5 separate regions of the Mus musculus genome follow, and regions 1, 2, 3 and 5 are each linked to region 4. Evidence: chromatin contacts called from public ChIA-PET, Micro-C and promoter capture Hi-C data. All regions are on one chromosome and are shown on one strand. The core of a region is the stretch at or near the end of the contact, and the rest is flanking DNA. Distances in the headings are between cores, read along the strand shown.

The links. Promoter capture Hi-C pulls out the DNA fragments that hold promoters and counts their contacts. Hi-C and Micro-C count contacts between places; a contact is called where the count stands out from the background. ChIA-PET counts read pairs in DNA pulled down with a chosen protein or histone mark.
Region 1: an RNA polymerase II ChIA-PET map of memory CD8 T cells shows a contact between it and region 4, with 11 read pairs. The contact joins the promoter of Hacd3 here to the promoter of Mtfmt in region 4. A contact is called at or near these places in 1 of 39 promoter capture datasets (pre-B cells) and 3 of 115 datasets of contacts at active chromatin or transcription factors (embryonic hindbrain, embryonic stem cells and memory CD8 T cells).
Region 2: a contact with region 4 is called in a promoter capture Hi-C map of liver, with 2.1 times the contacts expected there. The contact joins the enhancer-like site here to the promoter of Mtfmt in region 4. A contact is called at or near these places in 2 of 39 promoter capture datasets (liver and pre-B cells), 2 of 115 datasets of contacts at active chromatin or transcription factors (both in embryonic stem cells) and 3 of 9 other capture datasets (adipose tissue, embryonic stem cells and pancreatic islet).
Region 3: a Micro-C map of embryonic stem cells shows a contact between it and region 4, with 4 times the contacts expected there. The contact joins the promoter of Igdcc4 here to the promoter of Mtfmt in region 4. A contact is called at or near these places in 1 of 39 promoter capture datasets (liver), 2 of 484 Hi-C or Micro-C datasets (both in embryonic stem cells) and 1 of 9 other capture datasets (adipose tissue).
Region 5: a promoter capture Hi-C map of liver shows a contact between it and region 4, with 3 times the contacts expected there. The contact joins the enhancer-like site here to the promoter of Mtfmt in region 4. A contact is called at or near these places in 4 of 39 promoter capture datasets (embryonic stem cells, liver, macrophages and 1 more), 1 of 115 datasets of contacts at active chromatin or transcription factors (large pre-B cells) and 3 of 9 other capture datasets (adipose tissue, liver and macrophages).

Annotation. Positions count from the first base shown.
Region 1 is chr9:65,020,215-65,022,997 of GRCm38.p6, forward strand. It overlaps Hacd3 (3-hydroxyacyl-CoA dehydratase 3), which reads right to left and starts at 1,503. Exons shown (of 11, transcript NM_021345.2): 1 at 1,243-1,503. The coding sequence starts at 1,329.
Region 2 is chr9:65,811,659-65,814,358 of GRCm38.p6, forward strand. All of the region lies in intron 1 of Zfp609 (zinc finger protein 609), which reads right to left. Among named protein-coding and RNA genes, the nearest start is that of Zfp609, 15 kb to the right of the region's middle. Within about 2 kb of position 1,358, at least 24 of the 459 cell types and tissues checked have an H3K27ac peak or open chromatin away from gene starts, as enhancers often do. A contact at or near this core is called in liver, where this site is marked.
Region 3 is chr9:65,100,151-65,102,850 of GRCm38.p6, forward strand. It overlaps Igdcc4 (immunoglobulin superfamily, DCC subclass, member 4), which reads left to right and starts at 1,336. Exons shown (of 20, transcript NM_020043.3): 1 at 1,336-1,448. The coding sequence starts at 1,385.
Region 4 is chr9:65,434,204-65,437,050 of GRCm38.p6, forward strand. Mtfmt (mitochondrial methionyl-tRNA formyltransferase) reads left to right here and starts at 1,579. Exons shown (of 9, transcript NM_027134.3): 1 at 1,579-1,804; 2 at 2,785-2,847. The coding sequence starts at 1,611.
Region 5 is chr9:65,696,869-65,699,568 of GRCm38.p6, forward strand. Zfp609 (zinc finger protein 609) reads right to left here. Exons shown (of 10, transcript NM_172536.3): 7 at 626-801; 8 at 164-380. Among named protein-coding and RNA genes, the nearest start is that of Oaz2, 22 kb to the left of the region's middle. Within about 2 kb of position 1,268, at least 6 of the 459 cell types and tissues checked have an H3K27ac peak or open chromatin away from gene starts, as enhancers often do. A contact at or near this core is called in liver, where this site is marked.

The sequences.
Region 1 (2,783 bases), core at 253-2,752, 410 kb before region 4:
TCCAAAAGAAATGTTCTCCTTTCTTCTCCACCTTCACAGTGTTCACTGTTAACGTGTTTCAAACTCGAATCTCTGGGCATGGTGGTGCACACTTGGAATCCCAGCACTCAGGAGGCAGAGGCTGGCAGATCTCTGTGAGTTCCAGGCCAGCCTTGGTCTACATAGTAAGTTCCAGGCCAGCCATAACTATATAGCATGACTGTCTCCAAAATACAAAAATAAAAATTAAAAACAAAAACTTTTTTTTCTATTTTAGCAAAGAATCTTGTAGCAGAGTAGAGAACAATAGCACAGAGAATTATTCATCCTATTCTAGAGTAGCATTTATTCGGGTTTGCTTACACCTTAAATGAAATTTACTGCTTACTCAAAGACATTCTGGCCAGTATTAGCTTCATCGTTCACAAGGGGAAATTATTTACATTCCAGAAGCAAAGATTAGACTCAAGTGGACATGGGCACCTAGACCCTGCAAGAAAATAGACCAGATGAATTGATGAATTCAGACAGGTATCTAACTGCGAGCAAGAAACAGTTCAGAGGAATGAAGATTACAATACCATGGATGTCAAGGAGACTAGGGAAAGAACATTCCAGACCAAAACCACTCGCTTCACACAGAATACTGGATGGTCTGGTTAGAGACATGGGAAGTTCCCAGGGATTTGATTTGCTCACATTAATAGGTAAACGTGGTGAAATGAATACTTAATGTCACACGATAATTTCTTTACGCAACTTGCTAAGGCTGAGCTCGCAGCCTTAAAGAGAGGATGGAAATCATTTCCTTGGTGAGCGGAGGTGTGGTGTAGATTTCTATCACTGAACGGTTGGGGGGTTGCCCCCCGCCCAGCCCAGCGACGGGCCTTGAGAAGGTCAATGGGCCGCCCGGACTAAACCTCAGAGGCCAGCGCTGACGTCCTGCTACCGCACAACAGGCCACTGTCAAGCCGCACTTTAGACCCACGGAGCTCATCCCACAATTCAGAGGGCCTTAGGCAACCCGAAGGCCAGCCGCCGGCTTCCAGGACTCTGCTGAGGCTCCCCAGGGCGCCTACCAGGAACAAAGGGGATACCGGGGCCAAGCGCAGAACGCCGGACGGCACCTGCAGCCCCTAAGGGAGACCGGGGCGCTCCACTCGCGGTTCCTGCTGGCGCACTGCAGGAGCGCAAACGCACAGGGCGGCCGACGGGGACCGGGGGGCCCCCGATCCTGCGCGCAGCCCGCAGCCCGGCCTTTACCTGCACGTCACTCAGCTCCACGCGCAGATACAGCTCGCGGTGTCGCTGAGCCCAGTAGACATGCGGCGTCAGCACTTGAGTCTCCATGGCCCACGCTGTCCGGGGGAGCGGGGAGGCTCGGCTTGCTGCGCCTCGTTACCTCGGCCTGTGAGCCGCTGGAGCTAGCAGAACGCAGGCCTCAGACCCGCACGCTCCGCAGCCCGCAGCCCGGCTGTCTCGAGATAACCCACGCTCGCGGCTCGCGCTTGCGCAGTGAGGACCGGGGCGGGAGGGCGGGGCGAACCCAGCGAGGGAGAGGACGGGGCGGGACGTGGGAGAGGCTAGCGGCTGCGCCACGTGATCAGCGGCTCAGTGGCCTTCGGATCAGAGGCTTTTGAGCTCCTCGCTTACCTCCTGTGGCGCTTCAGAGAGGTCCTTGCACAAGAACATGAAAGTGAGAGGCTCTAATCTACAAAGAAAGGGCGGATTGGCGGCGTATGAAGAGGCTTGTGTGCAAGGATCCCTTCCAAGTTTTTTTGTATGATCGCAGCGTTTAGTGAGAACCCACTTCCTCCCTGGGCTTCAAGGCCACACACAGAAAGACAGATGAGCCATTCAAGACATACATTGGTGTTGCTTTTTTTTTTTCTTCCTTCCTTCCTTTCTTTCTTCTTTCTGTCTGTCTTACTATGTAGCTCTAGGTGACCTGAAATTCACTTGGTAGACCAGATCCAGGGACCTGTCGTCTGCTTTTGCCTCCCTTGTGATTTAAAGGTGTGCAACACCTCCCCTGGCCTCAGGCTTCCTGTTTTAAGAGAGATGGTTTCCATTCACTGCCCAACAAACAGAACAGCCCATTCGTTATAGCTATCTACATGAACTAATAAGCAAACAAACAAATCAGTTCCTTGGCATCCCTAGCCCCGTCCTGAGCATTTGAGGACCTGGATGCTGCAGACAGGCACTCTACTATAACCTCAGCTCCTTGTAGTGTCATCATCTGTTTCTAAGTTTTTCTGTAAAGGAGCACAGCTATTATGGGCCCATTTCCAGGGAAATCAATAAGGAGACAGAGACAGAGAGACAGAGATTAGTAAGAGGACTAGAGGACTAGAGGACTATAGCCTAGTCGGTAGTGGGTTTGATCCCCAATAGCACATAAATCAGGACTAGTGGTGAACACCTGTAATCTCAGCACTTGAGATGTTCAGAAGTGCAAAGTCATCCTTAGTTACGTACTGAGTTCAAGGCCAACCTGAACAAACAAAGGAAAGGGAAATAAAGTAGAGTTTATCATCCAGGCTAAAAAGTACACGGTGGTGGGGCAGGGTGAGGGAGACTAGAAGGCAAGGCCAGGGGCAGGGGGATGGGAATAAGGCTTTTATGATGATGTCAGTCAAATGAAAAAGAAACCACACTGTCCTCTCTAGAGACTGCCCCCCCCCCTCCTAGCCCTGTTTGGCTCAGGGCCATGTCTCCCTTCTCAGAGATCAGTCATTACTCCTGCAGAAAGCTTTCATTTGGTCCTTGACACTGATAAAGGCTATTGCCAGGACGTACGC
Region 2 (2,700 bases), core at 108-2,607, 380 kb after region 4:
GGAGGAGGAGATGGAGGAAGAGGAGGAGGTGGAGATGGAGGAGGAGGAGGAGGACTAGGGATGTAGTTCACTTAGAAGAGTGATTGTCTAGCATACACTAAGCCCTAGGTTGAATCCCTAGCACCACATAAAGCAGGTGCAGAAAGATATCCCAGCACTAAGGAAGTAGAGGTAGAACCAGCAGTTCAGAATAACTGTTGGTTATAAAGTAAGGTTGAGGCCAGGCACAGCATGTGAAACCCTGTCTCTAAATGAATGAATAGATAAAAACAAGCTCCAGGGTTTGGACTATAGGCAAATATAGTATCATAGCACACAAGAGGTCCTAGTTTCAACTGTCAGCAAGATGAGGAGGAAACAGTTTAAAGAACTGTTAGGGGCTTGAGAGATTGCTCAGTGGTTAAAAACATGTACAGTTCTTGTGGATGATCTGGGTTCAATTCCCAGCACCCACACGACAGCTCACAACCATCTGTAACTCTTGCTGCAGGAGATTTACCACCATCTTCTGACTTCCATGAACACAAAGTACAAAAGATGGACATACATACATGTAGGCAAACACCCAAACACATAAAATAGACATCTTTAACCCCCCTAACACACATTGTTATTAAAGTCTTCACATTCTTTGTCTACTAACTCTGAGAAGTATCTACCCAGAACAAGACAGTAACACACATTAGGCACGTCTTAGTTTTATTTAGTTCTGATTATGCTCCTAATGATGCCCAGCATTTCTTTGGCAGCACACTGACCCAATTTTTCTAGGAATTGCTTACCAGAGTTTCCAGTTTCATTTGGGAGTTACTATTGTTAACTAGAAATTACTCATCCTGAGAAAGAGCATGAGACTTTTTGCTTTTTTTTTTTTCTTCAATTCTTGCACTCTGAGGTTCACCAATGTTTCATTTTGCTCATTATATGTATTCCTGAAATAAAACCTCAAAGGGCTTCAAGTTCTTGCCTGTCTGGTGGTACATTTCTCTAATTCTAACATTTGGAAAGTGTAAGCAGGAAGACTAAGAACTCAAGGTCACACTTCTTGCTCATTCCTCAGCGCACTAGCCCACTCCCAGTTTTGGGAGTACCTTTCCCTTCCTTAATAAGCTATCTCTATTTCTACTCCATGCCTAACTTAAAAGGCAAGACCTTTTCTCTTTCCTCCTAATGGCTTCCAGGATTTTTACCTAACCTGTACTGCTTTTCTTTTAAACTCCAATAAAATAGCCCTTGAGCTTAAGAGAGAGTCCAAGGTCATCTTTGGCTACATAGTGAGTTTCCATTAGCCTGAACTACACAAGACCCTGTCTCATTAATTAAAAAAAGTGGCTCAGCAGTTAGAAATGCTTGCAATGTAAGCATGGCCTCATACACTTCAGTAACCCAAGCACTGAGTGACGCAGAGACAGATAGAGTTGCTTGGGCTCACTGGCTGCCAGCCTAGGTTAAAAAAAAAACAAAAAACAAAAACCTAGCGAGCTTCCAGGTTCAGAGAGAGACCTGGTGTCAAAGAAACAGGACAGAGTGACAGAAAGAACCTGTGCACATACATGATCACACAGCACATCACACCTTCATGCCACAGAATTGTAATATTGCTCGTGTGTGCGTGTGCACAGTGTGCATGAGGATGCACACACCCTCCTCTATCACTGCCCACTTTATACTCGAACAGGGATCCACCCACCCCCACTCTCACCCACCAAATACTGGGGTTACAGATGTATGTTACTGCAGTCAGCTTTTACACGGGTGTTGAGAATCTGAACTATGGGTCTTGATGTTTACACGACAAGCACTTCACCAATGGAACTAGATCTCCAGACCCTTAAGATTTTTTTTTTAGGGGTGGAGGGCAGGTTTCCAGACAGGATTTCTCTGTGTAACCCTGGCCATCCTGGAGCTCACTGGGTAGACCAGGCTGTCCTCAAACTTATATATAGAGATCCACCTGCCTCTGCCTCCTGAGTACTGGGATTAAAGGTGTGCACCACCACAGTCTGGCTTTCAGACCCTTAAGATTTCAATTATGGAAAACATTTATTAGGCTGGCAAAATGGTTCAGTTGGTAAAAACCCTGAGCCAATCCTGGAACTACATACAAGTAGAGAGAACTAACTCCACAAAGTTGCCCTCTGACCATACACATCATGGAACTAGGGCCTCATACAAACAAGATGAAAGTACACACACACATACAAATGAAAACAAAAATAACAAATGTATTTATTCAAGTGCTAAACAAGATTGATGCCATTACCTAAGTGCTTTTATATAAAGCTTATCACCAAGATGATGTTTGGAGGCAAACATCACAGTAGAATGAAAAAAAAAAAAGTAAAAAATAAGACTGCTGAGGTGGCTTAGTGGACAAAGGCACTTGTTGCCAAGCCTAACAATATGAATTTGAACCCTAAGACCCACATGGTGGAGGAGAGAACCAACTCCCACAACCTGTTCTCTGGCCTTTGTGAATCACCACAGCATGACTATATATATGTATTCACATATGCATTCATGTCATAATCAAGGAAAACCACAGATAAACATCTATTACTACTTCTCCTAACAGCTCTACTTGTGTACATGTAGACATGTTGAGGTCAGATGACAACTTGTGCCCTCTTCCACCATCTGGGCTTTAGGACCTGAACGTGCGTTGTGAGGTATGGCAAAACAAGTGCCTGTACCTCCTCA
Region 3 (2,700 bases), core at 86-2,585, 330 kb before region 4:
ACAAGAAAAGGAAGAATGTAGCATTTTTCCTTTAAAAAAAAATTTTTTTTTATGTGTATGTGTGTACTTGCATGAGTTTATGTGCACCATGTGCAGGAAAGTGCCTACAAAGCCCAGAAGAGGGCATCAGATTCATTGGAAATGGAATTACAGATGGTTATGGCTGTCATATGGGTGCTGGGAGCAGAACCCAGGTCCTTTGTTAGGGCAGGAAGCACTCTAGCCACTGGGCCACCTCTCTAGCCTCAAAATCCGGATATATATATATAATTTTTATTTATTTTAAATTGTATCTAATTGTGTGTCTGCTTGTAGGTGCAGATGCCACAGAGCCCAGTGGTATCAGACCTCCTGGAGCTAGAGTTACAGACTGATGTGAGTCGCCTGGGTGGGTACCGGAACCAAATCTAGGTCCTCTGCAAATGCAATAAGCACTCTAACCGCTGAGCCATCTCTCCCATCACAAACGCATCATTTTAAATAGACGTTTAGTATGTTTTTCTCTCCCCAACCCAACCTGACATTTGATTCCCCCAGCTTTAGACACACTGAGGCAACTAACCTGGCCAGCTCAGTTGGAAAAGAGGCAGTTCTGAAAAAGAGAGTGGACCGGTGGAGGCTCAACACCATTAGCAGGCCCTGCACCTGCTGCTTTAAGCCTCCTGTCCTTAGGGAGTCCCCACTACAAACCCAAATATTCCCAGTATGCAGGTATGTAAAATGGTGGTAAGCAAGTCTTCGTTGTCCCTCACAGAGGTGGAACACAGTACAGACTGGGTTGGCTACTGAGGAGGAAGGAAGGAAGCCAAGAGAATCCCTCAGCTTGGCATGGAAGAGGTAGCGGGGACAAGGAATTGTAGTGTCCTCAGAGAGTCTGTTGGTGCAGCCTGTGGAGAGGCTAAACAGGATTCAGGTCAGGCTGTGAGTTGGAAAAGGACAGGTCTCAGTGAACTGAGCCTGGAACAGAGGTGGAGGCGACCCTGAAGGTAGAGTCATGGTAGGGTTAGGGAACAGAGATCCAGAGGCTCAGGTAAAAAGATGAACAGAAAGGAGCCTGAGGTGACCCGAGGAGCGGGAGGCTCCCGCGTGCTGAGTGAGCCGCAGGAGCAGGCTGGTGGCGCGCGGGCGCGTGTCCCCTGTGGTGCAGGGTGGCCACACTGGCGGGGCGCCCCCGCGTGGGCCGCTAGCCCAAGATGGCGATGGAGGGGCGGGCGAGCTGGCCGCGGCCCCGGCCCCCGCGCCGGCCCCCGCTCGGGCCCCGGCCCCGGAGGCCGCGCCCCCGCCCGCGGCGCCGCGCCTCCCGGAGCCACTGACGCCCGGCGCGCCCTCCCCCGGCGGCGGCCCAGGCGCCCGGACGCGGCGGCAGCGGCCCGAGCCCGGCCCTATGGCGCGGGCGGACACGGGCCGCGGGCTCCTGGTGCTGACCTTCTGCCTGCTGTCCGCGCGCGGTAAGGGCCCGGGTGGCCGCAGTCGCGAGTGGGCGTCCCCGGCGCCCGCGATGCTTGCGCGCCGGGGGCTGTGGGGACTTGCCCCCAGGGGGTGTGTGTCCTTGCTGTGCACAGCCTGGCACCGTGCGTGTCCCCCTGCGCGTGGCCCTTGTGCATGTGAGGTTTGCATGTGTGTGTCCTGCGGGGGTGGGGGTGTCCTGCGGGGGAACGTGTCCACAGCGCGTGCCTAAGGCGCCGGGTAGCATCGCCAGCGCGCGGGTGGCTGCAAGCGGGACATGATTCTGCCCTGCCCGCAAGCGTCTCGCGGTCGCGAGTGTGCCTGAGAGAGCGGGCGGGGAGGGAGTGTACACTTACACCTCCATTTGTGTCGGGTGCGTGTGTAACTGGATGGGACTGAGCTAATATTTGGCCTTGGCTTTTGGGGAGTGTCCTTGCTCTTGATGGGGGCGGCGGTGAGAAAAACCACACTCAACTTTGCCCAATGGGTGTGGCCCCTGGGGCCAGCTAGGGAGGTTGGGGGAATGTGGAGGTGTTGTGGACCCAAACCCAGGGTTCGGAGTGGGGCTGGGGGAAGGGCAGGAAACCAGTTGCTTTGCCGAACGCGTCCAACACTCGCTCTCTGGATGGGACGCGTGTCACTCCTGCCCCACCCCCAAGGGCGGACCAGGGAAGCGTGGACGAGATCAGCAAGGCCCCCTCCAGTGCCCAGGTCCTAGTGTTGGGTAGGGTCAAGGGTAAGGATCACAACTGTCCACACCAAAGAAAGGACTGGGGGCGGGGGGAGACGAAGTGTCCAAGTGTGTATGCCAAAGCTGTTTTTACCACCCCCGGCCCTCTCACTCTCAGTGGGGTGTGCGTTTGGGGGACAGCCCAAAGGAGGTTAGGTGGTAGGGCCTGGAGGGGGATGGGCTGCCCGCTTTGTTCGATTACTTCTTGCCTTCCCTGCCGAGGGGGGAGTTAAGGATGTGTCCGGGGCGAGTCGGGGAGGGACTTGGCAGTGGGGGTGGGGAGGGGGATTTTTCTCCAGCTGCTGCGGCTTTCCAGAGAGACTGGGCCAGGCCACGTGGGAGGGAGACAGGGAGGGAGGCGGGGGGTGGTGGAAAGGAGCCTCCGCTGGGCCAACCCCAGGCCCATCTCCAGGAAAACAGCGGGTGGGAGAGTGCTGGAAACAGCTCGGACCCTTGCTCTCCCCGCAAGACACGCCCCTTTCCCTCCGAGACCCTGAACCCGGCTGGGAGCCCATAGAAGCTCG
Region 4 (2,847 bases), core at 329-2,828:
CCTCAGAGGCCAGGAGAGGATGCCCTGGAGTTACAGGTGGTTGTGAGCCACCATGTGGGTACAGGAATTAAACAGGAGTCCTTTGTTAGAGCACCCTGTGCTCTTACTTGCTGACCCATCTCTCCAGACCCATACTTGAAGATTTTGCTTTTTAGTGGTGTGTTTGTCGCATGACTGCAGTGCCTGCAGGGGCCAGAAGAGGGCAGTGAGTCTCCTAGATCTGGCAATGTGTGTGCTAGAAAACAAACTCAGGTCCTCTGCAAGAACAGCGAGCATCTTAACCACTGAGCCGTCTCTCCAGCTCCAGTAGGTCACACCTTCAGTCGGTATTCAAAAGACAGCACCTTGAGTGTCAGAATCATGTTCCACTTCCCCTAAGTTAGGATTCTGGGACTGACTTGATCAGAGGAGGATACGGCTTGGCATCACATCTCATTTCCCTCATATGGTCAGATGCACCGGCTAGCAGCATCATAATCTTTGCCTCTCTTTTCTACTTAGCCCAAGGAATTTGCCGCTCTCTGGGCACACATTGGCCAACTTTCCACAACTATGGCAAACAAAGCCGCTCTCAGTTTTGAGGGGACACATGGAGAAAAAAATTATTGAATCTGTGAGGTAGGAGTTCAAGGCCTCAGGGAGGGTGTTGTCTTAGCACTGAAAAATGGATACCATTTAGTGAGGAAGAGAGGAAATGTGAGGTGGATGGAACGCTCAAGGGCACAGAAGCAGGGATCCTCAAAACTAAATGAAAGACTGCTCCAGGGCCTCTGGCTTTCAGGCCATGTGACAGGAATTAGATGAGAGAGGAACCTGATGCTGCTCTATAGCCAGAGCCAGCGTCACAAGCATGACCCATGTTAAGGACCCCAGTGTACCTTGGAAACACATATCTATCTGCACACCATGGTCTTCAGAGGTCTTCAGCAGATAGCCCTCACCCCTCCGTTTCCCTACAGTCTCCCTATGGCATCCCACATGGGAGGCCTGAGAATCTAAGAGTCTTGGATTCCTGAAGTGACTTCAGACAGGTGAGCAAACCTTAGTTTCATTGGGTGTGGAAATCCTGAGTTGCTTAGTAGTTAAGATTGCTGTTCAGGTCGAATGGTTAGGATCATGGCTTTGGAGCTGGAGGGACAGGACCCCTCGTTGCAGAGATGGCTCAGCAGTTAAGAGCACTGGCTTCCCTTCCATAGGACCCAGGTTCAATTCCCAGGCCCATGTGGCAGCTCAGAACTGTCTCGAGTTGTAGGGGATTCCACACTCTTACACAGACATGCATGCAGGCAAAGCACCAAAGCACGTAAAACAAAAATAAATTAAAAAAAAATTTGTAAAGTTTTAAAAAATAGTTTCTTTTAAAGGTTTGTTTTATTCATATGAGTGTCTTGCTTGTGTGTATATATCTGCAGTGTTCTTTGAAGAGCTTGGCTGAATAATACACATCAAAGTCCCCTCAAATTTCTTCCTTAGTGGTTCTTCAGTTGAGCCACGCCTCCAAAGCGGCAGGCCCCGCCTTGTCGTCTGCGCGTGCTTGGGCCTTTGAGCTCTTTGCTCCGCCCCCCACCATGGGCACGCATGCGCATGGTGGGCCGCTGCGGGCCGAGGTGATGCTCCTTCCGCGGTGCTGCTGGGGTCGGTGGCTGATGGGAAGGAGGCCACGCTGTTCCTGTCAAGCACCTGCCGGGTTCGACGGGAAGGACGGCCGAGGTTCCCGAGTCCGCGAGAAGCCGCCTTGGCGGGTGCTGTTCCTCGGCACCGACCACTTTGCCCGGGAAACGCTGCGGGCGCTGCACGCCGCCAGGTACCGGGGCAGGGTCCCACGCCGAGCCGCGGTGGCGACCCCAGGGCAGCGAGGTCCCGGGAAGGCGCCCTGTTGGGTCCCGGCCGGCAGAGCTCCTGTGGCTCCTGCAGCATCTGCCAGCAGACCCTCCATCTCCCCGAGCCTGGGAACCGGTACCTGGAGAGGCCCGGCCAGTACCCAGGGTCGTGGGCGGAGCCGGTTAGCTGAAAAGGGCTGTGACTCCAAAGTTCGTCCCTTCCTGGTGTTGGTGGCCTCCGTTTCCTTGCCCTTTTACACGCCTGTGTTTTCAAATGAATACATTTCTAAGTTAGAACAGTTTCATATACATATAATATTTATGCGATTTAACTAACCTTGTCTACTAGGAAGAAAGTTATTTGTAATTCACCCTTTCCTGAAAGGCTGCTGTGTCTACCGCCCCACTTCCCTGGAAGGATATTTGGTTATTTATCGGTCCCTGGTTTCCAGGCACTTATCTCGCCTCCATCCCTGCCTTCCTACAAACACTTTTCTTTTTAAATAAGATTTTTACTTTGAGATTTTATTTGTATGTGTGTGTGTCTATGAGCATGTACGTGTTGGTGCCTGTGGAGGCCTAAAGTGAGTGTCCCATTCCCTGGAGCTGGAGTGACAGGCCCTTGTGAGCTACACCCTGTGGATGCTGTAAGAAGAGAGCTGACTTCTGAAAGTTTTCCTCTCATTTCCACACACATGCTGTAGCATACGCCTGCACACACGCACACAGTAATAATAGCACATGCCCACACCATGCACACAATAATAATAATAAAAGACAATTTAATTTTTAAATTATTAAATTTAAACCCTGTGTGTTGGTTGCAAAAAATCTTAATTATTTTAGCTCTAAATGTACTATGGGTTTAATCATAAAAATAGCTTTGCTGTGCATGAAATAGTTTAGCTTTGGGCTGTTGCCCTGACACTGTCAAATTTTTTTTCCCCCAATCTTTCTGATTCAGAGACGGCAAAGAGGAAAAGTTAATTGAGAAACTGGAGGTTGTCACAGTGCCTTCGCTATCCCC
Region 5 (2,700 bases), core at 18-2,517, 260 kb after region 4:
GGCCAGCCTGGTCTACAAAGTGAGTTCCAGGACAGCCAGGGCTACACAGAGAAACCCTGTCTCGAAAAACCAAAATCTGGGGGTGAAAGATTCTTTGAGGGCAGGGGCCTTGTTACAGGCAGTACTACTGAAATGGAAACAAAGCTGGAGGAAAGAGCCTTACCTGCGGCATAGGGTAGGTTGTACTGTGCTGGGAGCAAGGAATAGCCCAAGTGGTGGTGGTGGTGGTGTGTGGACATCAGGCGCTGGGAAGGGGATGTGCGGGGCCGGTCGGCACTCCTGTCAGTACCTCCTGCTCCCGCAACACTGCCACAGCTGCCACCACCCCCAACCACCCCACAGCCTCCTCGATCTCTCTCCTGAGAATTTTTATCACTTATCTGGAAAGGAAAGGAGACATATCAAGACACTATAATGAGATATATACACACTAGTGATCTAACCAGTGTCCTATATTATGACTCTAAAACTGCAGGGTATCTACAAATAGAGGGAGTGCCCTTATGAGGCTGGTATCAAGTCACCCAAGTAGCATCTTGTCAGGGCCTGCACTTGCCCACTCCTCCCATGCTGTGGCTTCTACTCCGTGGTCTTTGGACAAGGACCTGGGCTGTCCTCCACTTACCGTGGGAGACTTGCTCTTGTAGTGACTGGCATGTTGCTGCAAGATGTCCAGGGCTTTGGACTCTGAGCTGGCTTTACAGCTCACACTGGGGCTGGCACGGGCCTTGTCAGCGTCCTCGCCACCTGAGACCTTGCTGCCATACGGGGAGAAAGAATAGCTGGAAGGCAAATAGGAACCTAGGAAAGGGGAAATCAAGCAGTCAGAGGAAATGAAGGCAGAAGAGACTGCTCTAGTGAAGGGTCAGGTGGCATCAGCTCGCCTAAGCAGTCCCAGACACTTTTAACCACAGCTCCTGGCTTCCTCCTCTTTTAACAAGCTAAGAACAGGTGAAGGGATAGCATATAGCACTCGGTTTACCAAAGCTGACTTCTCAGTTCTCCTGAGTTATCTCAGAGTCCTATGATAAAGTGGAAAGATCCAAGGAGTTAAAGTCAGACAGCCTTGGGCTGCATAACTGTAAATGAAGTGACAGCCTTTTGAGTTTCAGTTTATTATCAAAATGAAGATATTAGCAGGCATGACAGTACAGCCATAATCCCAACACAGGTGGTTGGGACAGAATTCTGCACTCAGTGTCAGCCTAGACTACATGAGATCCTGTTCTCCAAAACAAGGGCTGGTGAGATGGCTCATGGGTAAAAGGACTTGCTGCCAGGCCTGATGACCTGAGTTTGATCCCAGCACTCAGGCTAGAAGCAGGCAGACCTAGGTGAAGTTGAAGCCAGTTTCATCTATTCCAGGCCAGCCAGGATTACATAATGAAACCATGTTTTAATTGGAAAAGAAAAAGGGGTGGTGGTGGTGGTAGGCCAGGTGTGGGAGTACACACCTTCAATTCCAGTACTGGAGAGGCAGAGGCAGGCAGATTACTGAGTCAAGACCAGCTTGGTCTACATGATGAGTTCTGAGACAGCCAGGACTGTTTCAAAAAAGGGTGGTGGTCCTGGAGAGATGGCTCAGTATCTGGTAAGAGTACTTATTGTTCTTCCAGAGAACCTGTGTTCAATTCTCAGCACCCACATCAGGTGGCTGACTGTAACCCCAGCTCCAGCGGAGCTGATGTTCTCTGTAAACACTGTGATTACATGCATTTTTTCCTTCTCCCTCTCTTGCCCCTCACATACACACATTTATAAACAAATCTAAAAAATAAGCAAAAGATACTAGTACAAAAAGAACAGGAGCATATATAATGCTCTAATCCAGGACTAGGGAGGCAACAGTAAGAGGATTGTTTCAAGGAAGGTAGCCTGAATACAGTAAATTCTAGCATAGAATTTACAGAATCTAGTTCCAGCAAAGTCTTTTCCCAAACAAGCAACAGGAAGATAGGTGCACACACACCTGTAGTGTTAGCTGAGGCAGGAAGATGAGATGAAGGTCAGCCTGGGCTTAGATGGCCAGACTATGTCTCAGAAACTGAAGCTGGGCTGGAGAGACACATCAGTGGTTAAGAACACTTGCCTCCATTGCAAAGGACCCAGATTTCATGTCTAGCACCTCCATGGTGGCTCCACCTTTCCTGGCTTTCCTGGGTATCATGCATGCACATGGTGCACATAAATACATTCAGGTAAACATTCACACAAACATACGCAACCATGCTTGCATACAAGCACGAGGATCAAAGCTCAGATCACCAGGGCCTACAGAAAAGGCCAGGTCAAAGTGCTCATAGTTCTACAAGTGTGAGGGTACAGACAGCAAAACCCCTGGAACTCGTGGCAAGTCAGTCTAGAATAATTGAGTTTTAGGTTCAGTGAGAGACCCTGTTTAAAAAAATAAATCATGGAAGAAGATAAATGACATTGACCTCTGACCTACACACAACATGCAAATGCATAGAAACACAAGCTGGGTGTGGTGGCTATGCTTATAATTCCAGCACTTGCGAGCAGAGCCAAGAAAAAGGAGGAAAGCTGGTTAATTATAGGCTAACAAACAAGGGCTCCATAATATGACTGTCTCAACAATGAAGACAGAACAACAGGGAAAAATGCATAAATCATTTAAGACAGTGCATGGCCCAGAGACAAGCCTCAGCGGATGGAGCTTTATTTGTATATAGGTGGTAG